2 separate regions of the Mus musculus genome follow, and region 2 is linked to region 1. The links are chromatin contacts, called in public Hi-C maps. All regions are on one chromosome and are shown on one strand. The core of a region is the stretch at or near the end of the contact, and the rest is flanking DNA. Distances in the headings are between cores, read along the strand shown. Region 1 has its middle 99 kb from the start of Gm33782. Region 2 overlaps Gm33843 (a long non-coding RNA gene).

What was found. A called contact is a pair of places that touch in the nucleus more often than the background predicts.
Region 2: a Hi-C map of regulatory T cells shows a contact between it and region 1, with 2.0 times the contacts expected there. The contact joins two enhancer-like sites. A contact is called at or near these places in 1 of 15 datasets of contacts at CTCF or cohesin (CD8 T cells), 11 of 484 Hi-C or Micro-C datasets (CD4 T cells, CD8 T cells, Th1 cells and 5 more) and 7 of 115 datasets of contacts at active chromatin or transcription factors (CD8 T cells, Th17 cells, double positive thymocytes and 3 more).

What each region holds. Positions count from the first base shown.
Region 1 is chr10:96,405,324-96,411,505 of GRCm38.p6, reverse strand. It overlaps the pseudogene Gm20091. Among named protein-coding and RNA genes, the nearest start is that of Gm33782, 99 kb to the right of the region's middle. Within about 2 kb of position 1,320, at least 17 of the 459 cell types and tissues checked have an H3K27ac peak or open chromatin away from gene starts, as enhancers often do. A contact at or near this core is called in CD8 T cells and regulatory T cells, where this site is marked.
Region 2 is chr10:96,585,140-96,592,009 of GRCm38.p6, reverse strand. Gm33843 (a long non-coding RNA gene) reads left to right here. Exons shown (of 4, transcript XR_380712.2): 3 at 6,870. Among named protein-coding and RNA genes, the nearest start is that of Gm33843, 10 kb to the left of the region's middle. Within about 2 kb of position 1,974, at least 14 of the 459 cell types and tissues checked have an H3K27ac peak or open chromatin away from gene starts, as enhancers often do. A contact at or near this core is called in CD8 T cells and regulatory T cells, where this site is marked.

The sequences.
Region 1 (6,182 bases), core at 71-2,570:
CTTATCTGTACACTTGTGTAGTTACCTTCGCGGCCATCTCTGAAACCCCTCGTCTCTATTTCTACTCCCTCTGTCACTGGCCTGTATTTTTTTCATTAATTCAGCTGCACTCTCCTTGTGATCTTAGATAGGAGGTCTCTACTTTTATGGTCTGTTCTTGGTTCTACCTGTCTGTAGCTACTTGCTTTCTCTTTCGTAACACAAGGCTGAACACCTCTTAGCTCAGGAGCAAGCTACTCCTGACAGGCTCAAACCAAAGCCCTGTGTCAAAGTCTCCAATCACCTGGACCTACTCTGCTTTATCAGACATCATTACCCACTTCAGGCATTGTATTCCAGCTGTCGGATACAGCGCACACCTTGCTTTAGCCTCATGCTTCGATTCTTTCCCATCCATACTTTATTGTGTTGTGTGCTTACGTGTCAGTCTAGAATCACAATGGCCGTCATCACCATCTCCTTCATTGACTTAACCCTATTTCACATGCCCAATCGCTTAGATACCATCTTAAACATAGAAAAGATAGGTCAGTTTCATTACTTTATTTTTCTTACTCAGACTAGGTCTCATGTAGCCCAAGCTACTCTTGAACTTGCTACATAGCTGAGATGACCCTGAACTCCTGATCTTCCTCCTTCTACCTCTTGCACACTCAGATTACAGGTGCACACCATATATACACCACAACACCACAACCGCAGCTTTCTGTGCTACTGGTAATTGAACCTATCTCCAGCTTGCTTTTTTGGCAAGTGCTCTACAAGTTGAGCTCCATGCCTAGCCCTGAGCGTTTTTCCATCATAAGGAGAGTTCTGTTCAAATGCCCTAGCATCTTTGGCTCCTATTGCCTCTCCTTCTTTGTCTAGCACCAGCACTTCTTCCTTGGTTTCGCTCATCTCTTGGTGCTGGTGTTTTTCCCTTCCAAGCTGGAACAGTGAGTTTACAATATGTCACGTCCTTCCTACCCTGCTGCTTTTTTTATTGCCTTAGTTCTTTTATTTCTTTAGGAACAGTTCATCCCAACCCATGTACACTTAGGTTTGTAAAAGGGACTTTGTGACAGGCCTCATTAGAATATCCTCTCAAGCTTAGTGAATGTGAAAACATTTCCATAGCTAAGAGTGATGTGTCTGCCACACAAATGTACCAGCTGGAATTAGCATAAAATCGAACACAGAAACTGTTTGTGGCAACGATGCTTCAGAAAACATAATGATGAATCACATTGATCTCCATCAATTGCGACTGGGTTTCATCAGCCAGGGAGGCACCCTAGTGCACAGAGGAAGACGGATGTGAGTACCGCACTGCTCTGGCTTAGAGTTTTGTTTACATCCATTACTGATGAGGCTTAGTGGAGCTAGTTCATTTCTCAGAGCTCGGTAGAGATTGCCATCTCTGCCTGCATTAGATGGAACTCTTTGATAGCAAGTGGCAGAAATAGAAATCAAAGTAGCTTTTCCAGAAAAAAAAAAGGTACTAATGGGCTCATGTGACTAAAAACATCCAGTGCCTTAGGTGTGACTGGATCCAGGGGCTCAGAGGATGAAGTTACATGGAGGTTCCGGTTTCTAGTTGAGCTGCAATCTTACCTTTCCCAAAAGGAGACACTGAGACTTCACTCAGCAACAAAGCAAGCGGTCAAGAGCTTACACTGAGCAAGCAAGAGAGTCAGAGCATCCTTCTTACCGAGAAAGCATCCTGATGCAGCCATGGCACCACTGCAGCAGCCTGAGGCTTGCGTCTCTCCTCTCATGGTTGGTTACTCTCCACCCCTTGCATCCTGTCCAAGTTAGGCACTTTTAGAAACACAGAGTGCTTTTCTTCAAAACCTGGTGCACTCAGAGTTCTGTGTGTTTCAAGTACATACATAAGATGCAAGAACATGTATGGGGACTTAGATACCACAAAGTGGCAGGTTTGTTGGGGGCTGGGGGCAATGAGTAGCAGCATTCCACATGCTCCACTGGCTCCATTGAAGCAGTCTGAGCTCACCTACGTAGAGTAGGTTACTACATGCTGTTTGTTTGTTTGTTTGTTTGTTTGTTGTTGTTGCTATTGTTGTTATTGTTTAGTTGGTTGGTTTTGATTCCTTTTACCACATTTCAGGCCTTAAGCTGTCCCAATGGAGGAGACCATCAGTAACTATCTTTATGCCATATTTTGGAGATGGTCTTGGTCAGTCCCTCCTAACGATAGACCAGCAATCTTTACAGGCAAGCCATTGAACCGTCGTTGTGGGAAGGTCACCTATAGTTAAAGACTCAAGATCTCTTTGCAACTTCAGACTCCAGAGGGAGGTCATGTGAAGTCGCCCTTTTCAAGACTCTTTTGGCCTGGAGGACCGTTGTGACAATTAAGAAATGGGGTGTTCAGAGCAAGGTCGTGAAGAAAGGAGAGTTAGGTGGTATGGCCATTTCTTCTGCCTTCCGTGTCCGCGGCCCTCACAGAACTTCCAGCAGTGACATGTTGGGCCAGAGTATCCGGAGGTTCACCACCACCATGGTCTGTCGCAGCCACTATGAGGAGGATCCAGGGAAGAATTTGCCATTTTCAGTGGAAAACAAGTGGCGGTTGCTGGCTATGATGATCCTGTACTTTGGATCTGGGCTTGCCGCTCCTTTCTTTATAGTAAGACACCAGCTACTTAAAAAATAAGGATATTTAATTCATCCCTTTAACAGAATGAAGAAAGTTTAAGAGATGATCTGAAAGTTGGATTAAACTCTTGAACTATATACTAGAAAAAATTGTAAATAAACTAATGACGTAAAAAAAAAAAAGAAAAGAAATGGAGTGTTCAGACAAGCAGAGTGAAGGGCAGGCTGAAGGAGCTCACAGACCCTCTTCGCTGTATGGATGATGATGGATTGCTGTGGGATGGAGGTGTCATATTTCTCCTCAGTATTAGTATTGGTGTGCTGAGCTGTCCAGAGTGGAGGCAGCCATTGTATTCCATTAGACCATGCCTGCTGGAACTGGCCACAGGGTCTCTCTTCTCCTATCCTCTCTTGTCTTCCTGTCTCCTTCTTTCCCCTACTTCCCCTACCTTATCTTCTCCTCCCCTCTCCTCTGATTTCCTCTGTGTCGTTTCCCCTCTCTGGGTTACATCAGTGGTTAAATAGTGCAGTCTACATAAAATAACCAACAGCTAGTAGGAAAACGCTTCTTTAAAAGACCACCATGTCTTCTGATTTTTAATCATTTAATGGACTAAAGTACATTTTATTCAGTAGTGACAAAGATCTACTCTAAGCATGCCTTTTGGGACAAGAGAGATGAAAAGTCTAGTTTTGTCTACGGTCTCTTTCCTCAAACAACCCTCTGTGCAGAGGACTGTGACTCTGACTTCCTTGGGGGGGGGGTCCATTGTTTATTAATAGATGTAGGAAGGTGACAGTAACCCACTGCTTCTCAGTAAGTAAACCAAACGCTGTGGTAGGAAAGACACTGGTCTGTGTTCACTTCTATTTCTATTCGAGAAGTTTCCTGTTTGTTAGTTTCACATTCTGCAGATTAACAGTCATCAGTTTAACACTAAGAACTGCTCTTTTTTACACAAATGTAGAAATCTTCAAACCAACACAAAGGAAATTAAGATTGACAGATTTATTTATTTATTGCTTCATGTTACCAACTTAAGAAGCAGACTGGTTCAAACTGGTATCATGATACACTACTAGTTTCATAACCTGATTAGATACCTGATTTATTAGATACCTGTTTTACCTCTGCCTTTCTGTTTCCACAATATCAGAGTCTAATCCCATCTTGTTTTCTCAAGAAAGCTGCCAGAGTTCTATCTCCTCCACAATTCAGGCCGACGGGAAGGAAAAACAAAAAGCAAAATTACTAATTTGATTTAGTCTTCTTAGAAGTAAGCGTTTGTTTCCGATGAGCCACGCTGCTCCACGCTGTAGGAGGCAAAAAGGCATTCAGTGGGCAATGAGCAGGCTCTGTCACATCTACTCTAGCAACATTTCTAAGAACTTCATCCGATGGAAGTTTCCAGTCTTTAAAGAAAAGAAAAATCTGAAAAGCCATTGTGAGACCAGAACTGTCATGTGTGTTTGGCTTCACGGTAGAATGCACAAAGAAATCAAAGCTTCGGTGGCATTCACACCGTAGTTCCAAAGCCTGAATCCTACAGTGTCATTGTGGACACTGTGACTGGGATGGAAACCCTTCCAACACTCAGCTAGGTGCCCATGCTTGTGTCGTTGCTCAGCATCCTTCTCACGGCTTCTCTATCTCCCTCTGTACCTACCTGGTTATCGATTACAACACCATTGACAACCGCTTGCACACGTGTCTGGGAAGCAGATTGAACATTAAGTAGGCACTCATTTTAATGGGCTCGAATATACCTTCTGATCTAGATGCCATCAAACCTGCCTATAACATCGGCTTGCTTAAGACAGGAGGGCGGCTCACTTTTACCACTACTTGCTCGAGTTGAGGAACGGCCGCTATGATTTTGGCAATCTTCAGCAAGTCCCTTTCCTTGCTGCCTGTTTCAAGTCTCCGTGCTCTTTTATGTTTTTAGGGCCACCTTAAGGCCATTCTTCAAGCAACTCACACATGGCCACAGACCTCAGCATTCTGTCCATCCCCTGAGAGCCCAGATGCACTCGGCATTTACCATGAATTGTTCCATGTGGTTATTGTCTTCCTCTGTTTGTGTGTCTTGTCTCCATAACTGAATTTAGGGACACCGGAGAGCAAGGAAGTGTTATCGGTAACTGCATCGGAACACCTGGCATACACTGGCTTCAGTGAATTGCCTATCAATACAGCCAACCAATGAAGCTCAAATGCCAGTCCAAGGCCAGGGTTCCCTAATTCTCATCCATCTCACCCAAAGGGTCAAGTGTAGTTCACAAGCAAGCAGCAACCGCTGAGCCTACAGGTAATCAGTTCAGCAAGGAAACAAAGTTTCTCCTGCAACAGCTGAGAAACAGGCAGAAGACCGCACGAGGTCTCCATGGGAGGGAGGTTTAATAGCTTGACATAGGAAGTAACTCTGAGCACAAAGCTCAAAGTAATCAGATAAAGACTAGAGACAGAACCTGCCTGGAATTTATATGCTTGCTAACAAAAGCCCCGGGACCCAACCAGGCAGCCTTTGTTATTGATTTAACAGTGTCTCCTATAGTCCAGTCTCGCCTCAAATTCAATATGTAGCCTAAGATGACCTTAAACTCCTGATCCTCCTGCCTCTCCTTCCCTGGAGTTCTGGGATTATAGGTGTGTGCTACTGTACCTGGCTCTGAGTCAGTATTCTACCAGGAGAGGTGGGAGAAGTGTCCTTAACAGAAAAGTTAGCAGCATGTTCTTTTGCTATCATCATCATCATTAATCTTAATTAAAAATTTTAATTGAAAACATTTTTCCATATAGTATACCAATATATTCTGATCACAGTTTCCCCTCCTTCATCTCCCCCAGACCCATCTCCCCATCCATGCAACTCCATGCCTGCTCTCTCTCTCTCTCTCTCTCTCTCTCTCTCTGTCTAGGAAACAAAGACAAATAAAAAAGCAAACAAACCAGAATTTAAAAAAATTAAAAGCATGAGAAATACACACACACACACACACACACAGAGAGAGAGAGAGAGAGAGAGAGAGAGAGAGAGAGAGAGATACTATAATATACAAGCAAAATATCAGTAATGAAAAAAAAATCCCAAAGAAAACATGAGACAAAGAGCTTTCAAAACACCACTGAGTTTATTTTGTGTCGGCTATCAACTGTCGGGCAGGGAGCCTGTCCTTAAGTGTGGTTTAAGTTATGTGTCCTTAAGTTGTGACATTCTCTTGAAGAAACCTACTTTTCCTTTCCAATCAATTGACTATTGTTGATTTCCATCTTCTGGGTTGGGGATGGGGACTCATGTCTTCTTCCCTTCTCAGTGCTGGGACCCCCATCTGGTTTGGACCTCTGCAGGTCCTATTGAAGGGTAGTATGATGTTGTCTCAGGATCATCCTACACTCCCATCACCCCATGAACTCTGCATCAGACTGAGGGAGGAAACAGAATTCTATACAAAATAAGACTGGCAGTCTTGACCCTAAGGATGCCAGCATGGGCCTTCTCCCACATGAAGGTTCATGTGATTTGGTGAGGCTCAGCCCTGACCAGTGTAAATAAGTGGAATCCTAGCAATGCTGACTGGGA
Region 2 (6,870 bases), core at 725-3,224, 180 kb before region 1:
CGGTTTAATTGCTGGCTGTGTTTCTTCTATTTGACCATCCTAGATTATTCTTTACTAGGCACCAGAGCCTCCTGAAAGCTCAGGCATCATCAATATAATACAGTTTCAGACTTCTGTTCTGGGTGAGGCAGCTTTAGAAAGCTCTTTCCTGGAAAAGCGATTGCAGAAATACACTAATATACTAGAGTCTTCGCCACACAACCTGTTTGTGTTGTTCACCTCGCACCCCTACCGTCTCCTGGGCCTGAAGACAAAGCCTCTATCACAGAAAACATCACCTAACTCACCAAGAATCTAGGTGGGATGGAACAGGGAGGTGGAGGTGAACTGCACAGAGCCTGAGATAACACTTTCGACACATTCCAGGGCCTGAAAATAAGTGTTCTTGCGCCTCTGAAGCAGTCACACGAAACGAGGCGCAGCGACACCATTGCCATGTAGCCTGCAGTTAGCACTTAGCTGCAGGGGAATCTTCAAGTTTATGGCACTGGATTTCATTTGAAAAATTCCCTTTAAAGAAACAACATAACCTTGGAGGGAACCCAAGTACCACCATGCAGCAGGACTCATGGGCATCAACAACCAATTAAATAACCAAACTAGAGCCCGGTGGTCCCTTTGAAGCAACAGTGAGCAATGTATACATTTCATAATACATTTTCCTCCAGATCGAAAGCAAACATGCTTCATAAAAGTTAAGGTGATAGACACACTGAATATTCAGATTTGACCGTGTGTGTCTGAAGGGAACCTCCCGTTGTACCCCATAAATATGAATGCTTACTGTCTGCCCAAAGTTAATTTTAAAACATAAGAAGGAAAACGTGTTTTGTTCCTTCAGAGAAGAGCAAAAGTAAATCCTCTAAGAGTCAGGCTCCTATGCTGCAGCTCATCGTTACCTATGAAAGTCTATTTGTCTGGAATGTGGGCCACAGTATTCTTTGAAACAAGGGCCTGGGCATCTAAGCTGGTGTCCTAATCTCGTGAGCTAGAGGCTATGAGAAGCTTCTGTCCAAATCTGTTTCCTCCTTTCCCCCACGAGCTTCATGTTGTTCCTGCTGCTTTTGTAGGAGAACTAAGAGCCTAGGAGCGTTTAGGAAGCCCTTCTAGATTACAGATGATCAGCACATGATCTCTTTCTGTTTTCTTACTTTAGCTTCAGGACACCTATTTATTGTGCACCATCTTCCAGTCTAACACAACTGTGTTTCTCCAATTGTAACCCAAGGGCAAGTGTTGAAGTTAAAACCCAAGGAAATTGGCAAGAGAGAGTTGGCTGCTCCTACCTTACTATGCTAACGTAGTATAGCATCTCTACTGTCCAGAATCTAAGAATGTGGTTTCACAGGAACGTAGGGTCTTAGCTGAGGATGGTGGGGTACACCTGTAGTTCCAGAACTTAGAGTGCTGAGGTAGGAAGATCAGGAGTTCAAAAACAGCCTATTATATTCTGTAAGAAAAAGCAAAGAGGATACAGTCTAGTTGATAGAATGTCTGCCTAACATACACACATGAACTACATGAACAACATCCCATAGAATAAACATAAGTGCATGCCTGTAATCCCAGGATACCAGAGGTGCTGGCAGAAAGATTAGGAGTTGAGAATAATGTTTGGCTCTATGGGGAGTCTAAGGTCATCTTGGGTTACTTGAAATCACAATGATAAAAAAATCAAAATAAGAAAAAATTTTGAGTATTTAAAGAAACAATTCCTTCAAAAGTTTGAGAGGAAATAATCCCATTGTATTAAGGTTCTAACCTAAACCCAAGACTATATAAGGAGAGGAATTCTGAAGACTGGTACATGAAAATAAGATCAGCATATGATGATGGTACGGAAATGTGCCTCTAGGAGCTAAGAATTCCAGGAAAGAGGGGAATTACGGAAGACTGTCACCATATGTGGCCCCACTGACACATTCTGACTGTAGACTTCTTGTCTCCAAAACCATGAGAATAAATTGCTGTTGTTTGAAATCATCTGACTTGTGGTAAGTTGCTGTGGCAACCCCAAGAAACAACAAATGCATCACTGTAGCTATCTAAAGAATTGCAAATTCATTTTGTCTTGTAGATTCCCAAAGACTGAACGAAAGTACGATGTCATACTCCAAGCTAATGATGTCATACACCAAGCTATGCACCAATCACGGCTCTTATTTGATAATTGAGGATGGTGTTAGAGAATTTACTGTGATCAGAAATTGAACATAGGGCTTCATCCATGTTAGGCAAGTACTCTACCACTGAGATGTATCCCTATCATGTATGTGCTTGTGTGTGTGTGTGTGTGTGTGTGTGTGTGTGTGTGTGTGTATCTATGTGGAGCCCAGAGGTCAATGTCCAAAGGTAGAATGTGAACTCAAGTAACAGATAGTAAATAAAGCCCAGTCAATGAAGCTTAGCATGGTATGTGTAGGTACAGTGTGGCCATTTCTGCCTCTGAGTTCTGTGGCAACCCATGCACTTACCAACTACCTGTTAGCATCCCAAACATATGATTTAGCTTCACAGCAGAAAGCCTCCTTTGGCTTTCTTGGTAGCCCTTCTGCTCCATCTAACAGCAACAGATGATGCTGATTTTCTTCTATTTCATAGCTAATTTTGGCAACTTGCTTTAAATGCAGGCAGCAAGCCTGATGGTCAAAGTGTAGCAGAATCTTTTACTCTGCTTTGTTGGGATCCCAGTGAGAGTACAACAAAGTTGCTGCTTTGTCATCTTTGTTGGATGAGACTCCAGGTAAAGTGTTCTCCTGGCTGTATGCCCTTATGCAGGGACATTTTGATTTTCTATGCAGTAATAACTTGATAGCTGCTCATCGTCTCTATGTAGTGATCGATGCCAGATCTTTTCTCATCCATGCCAGAACTGTATCAGTTTTTCTATGTGTAGGACTGACTATAGGGCTGAGGTCTAAAAGACCTCATACGCTGATTCATGTATATGGCTTCTGCTGGCCTGAAATGTCAGACCATATCCTTCCTGCATAATCAAAGCTGCCACTTTATGCTTGTTCTTCTGTGTCCTGTGTAAATCCTCAAACCTCTCATGATGTGTTTAATAAGTGCTAAGGATTCCTAAAGACCGTCACTGATCTATATGCACATCATAGACATTTACTGCTCTAGCGTCATCATCTTAGTGATTCAAATCATGTAAGCGACATGCTTGAAGATCCATTGCATCGACATATCTCTGTTCTTCATAATCACGGTCCCCCTCACCATTAGGGGATATGTCCCAGACCTTCCCAGTGGCTGTTTGAAACCTCAAGTCATATGGAACTCTTACCGAGTCTCCGTTTGAGTTAAAGGAAGTAGTGTATGGCTTCTCTTTGGCACATCCTAGTAGCCAGCAACACTCCTCTTGTGCTTGAGGGACTTAAGCAAAGCAAGGGTTACTTGAACATAACTACCGTGATATTTTCACAGCCCATCTCAACTGGTGGCCAAGAAACAATCTCACGTGGGTTCCGAGAGAGCCAGCCATGCAGAAAACAGCACAGAATGTAAACTGAAACTGCGGACAAGGGGTTACTGTGTCAGGAAATAACCCAGATAACTGTGCGATAGGTCCTAGTTTCTGTTTGTGTGTGTGCTCACACACATGTGATAGACAGAGCGACTATGTGGTTTATGTCTGATGTATGTACCTGTGTGTGCTGGGTGCATGTGGAGGCCAGAGGATGCCAGCTGTTCTGTTCTATCCCCTCTGCCTTATTTTCTTGAGCCAGGGTTTCTTTCTGCAACTGGAGTTGTTTGGTATCCAGCAAACCCTAGTGATCCTCATGTCTCTTCCGCCTCACGGAATATAGGTGTAACCACACCATAGTCAACAGCTCCTCACATGGGTTCTGGAGTTTTGAATTCAGGTCCTCATGTTTGTACAGTAAATTCTCATACACACTGAGCCATCTTCCCAGCTCCTGAGGTTAATTTAGGTCTAAAATAGTCAAGACTCTTAAGATTTATTATTATTATTTTTTAAAGATTTATTTATTTTATTATATGTGAGTACACTGTAGCTGTCTTCAGATGCACCAGAAGAGGGTGTCAGATCTCATTACGGGTGGTTGTGAGCCACCATGTGGTTGCTGGGATTTGAACTCAGGACCTTCGGAAGAGCAGTCGGTTCTCTTAACCACTGAGCCATCTCTCCAGCCCAAGATTCATTTTTACATGAGTGTGTGCATGCATCTCTCTCTCTCTCTCTCTGTGTGTGTGTGTGTGTGCGCTCTCTCTCTCTCTCTCTCTCTCTCTCTCTCTGTGTGTGCGCTCTCTCTCTCTCTCTCTGTGTGTGTGTGTGTGTCTGTGTGTGTATGTGTGTATGAATGCAGGTGTCACAGATACCAGAGGCATCAGATACCCTGGGGATTCACAGGCACTTGTGAGCCACCCTATACAGTGCTGGAAACTGAACTTGTACCCTCTATAAGAGGAGCATGCTTTTAACCATGGTACCAACTCTCCAGCCCATCCTCTTTTTTTTTTTTTCTCCTCCTCTCGCTATTGTTTATAACCAAAGCTTACCTACAGTCTGTAGCTTCATATCAACTCAAGAAGTAGTTCTGTTATGAGAAAACTTCTTGCCATTTTCCCCGAGTTCCTGTTTTTACATGCACACATTCCCAACAGATGACTGATAGAATAGTAAAGCTGAGATTTGAGAAAACAGCATCGTAGGGACTCTGCAATGCACTTATTGTTAGTCCCATGGAAGCAACCGTCTCTAAAATTTCCTGGTAGTCAGTTAGCGTACCGCCATGAGCGGATTTGCCAGTTTTCAATCTCTAAATGCTACCACGGAGGGCTCTTTTTTCCTATGGTTTCGATTTTTCCAAATACCTTGGTTTGCGTGGTCATACTGCACAGCACAAGATATGACCAGCACCAGTGAAATAGGGCAGCCAATCAAACAGCTTGAGGTCTCTCTGCTTTTGATTAGAAGCAACATTTTCACAGTCACATAAAATCCGAGAAAACTTAGTTAGCAAAAGTCCCTTACCTGGGGTTACTAAACCAATCTGCAGGAAGCTAAATAGCTTTTCAAAAAGTTTTAGCAAAAAGTCCCCTCCCTGGCCTTTCTTCAAACATTAACCTCAAACATTTACTTCCTTTCATATTATTTATACATTTAACCTCAAGATTTCATCTAGGAAGTCTCCAGCAAATATAAGACAGGACCTAAATGTCAGCCATCTGCAGACCAGACTTAACAAGTTTCCTGGGGGGGGGGGGATGAAAACCTCTCATTTCATACAGCTGAAAAGGGCTGTTGTGTCTCCCCAGGACTCCGGGCAATGCTTTTCCAGGACCCACCACCCAGTCTAGGCTCCTATAAATACATTCTCCAACCATGTAAACAGTTTCTTATTTGGTTTCTGGGCTAGAGTTTGTCTTTGCTGTGGAGGGCGGGGGGGGGGGGAGAGAAATGAAAAAAGCAGGTTTAAAAGGCAAACAAAAGGACATAATAATCACATTTTTCTCAAACACACAGCAGGATGCAGCAGCCATGTGTTAGATTCTACTTAAGAAAGCAGGCTCCCCCTAAGCACTGAATTGGCCCGAGTCTGGTATATATATATGTATATGTGTGTGTATATATGTATATATATATGTGTGTGTGTGTATTTACACATATATGTCTGAGCATACACAAGCCAGAATACACAAGTGGGGCTCAGGGAACAGCTTTGTGGGATCAGTTCTTTTTTTCCACTTTTACATGACTTGTAGGGCTCAGCGGAGGATGCCAGACTTTCATAGCAGCCCTTTACCACCACCCCACCCTCCACATCTTCCTGCCCCTACACTTTTTTTTTTTTTTTTTGAGACAAGGACTCTAGTACAGTAAGCTAGTGTACTACAGAGTCACACCTCAAATATATACAGTGGTTTCTGTAGATATCTATAGTCTTCAGTTGCCTAAAGGATATTTCTCCTGTGTTTGATGAAACAACCCCAACAAAAACAATTTTAATGTAGGCGTGTAGTGTGCATGCATGGGTGTGTATGTGTTTGTGTGTGGTGAATGTGTGTGTACAGGTGCACACCCATGAATGCATGTGTTTGAGTATGTGTAGGTCTGAGGTTGTGGTCAAGTATCTTCCTAGGTCACACCTCATCCTTATATGTTGAGGTAGGGTCACCTGCTGAACTCAGTTTACCATTTCAGATAGTCTGGCTAATGATTGAATGCTGGGGATTTTTCACTCTGTCCCCCATTCCTTTTTCTCTCTCATGTTTACAGAGGGCCTGCCATTCCCACCAGGCTTTTTATATGGATTATGGTGATCTGAACTTTATCTCTCAAGGATGTGTGGCAAGGGCTTTAGCAACTGAACCATCTCCCCATCAGGGAGCATTTCCCTGTTATTTCCTTGAGTGTTTCTGTTCTCAGTCCATATTGTTTGCATTGGATCAGTCCTTGTCACCCTGTTCAGTTGTACAGTCCTTGGCTCAGAAGGAGCACATGTAGGATGCAGGTGTTCTGTCAAGGCCCACAGAATTATCTCTGCCAGCATCACTATGCTGAAATTGGTAACTTATTGGAAGAGATAGAAAAGTTAGAGTGTAGCTGCTGTTGGCTCCATGCGACAGAGTACCCCAGAATACAACCAGCCCCAGAGAAGGCAATCTCAACCGAGAGGTGAAGACAGGGCAAGCCAGACCTTGTGGTCATCTCTGGGCCCGTGGCTTCAGTTATGTTATATAGCATCTATATTTGAATGTTAGTTCTTTTTGCCACTAGATTCTTTTGGGCTTAAGTCAGTGTGGTTTGGGTTTTCTGGCTTTTAGAATCATGTGGGTTTGGCTAGTGTTGACGTTTTATTTTTTTTTACCATCTTAATTTTGTTTGATGGCAGG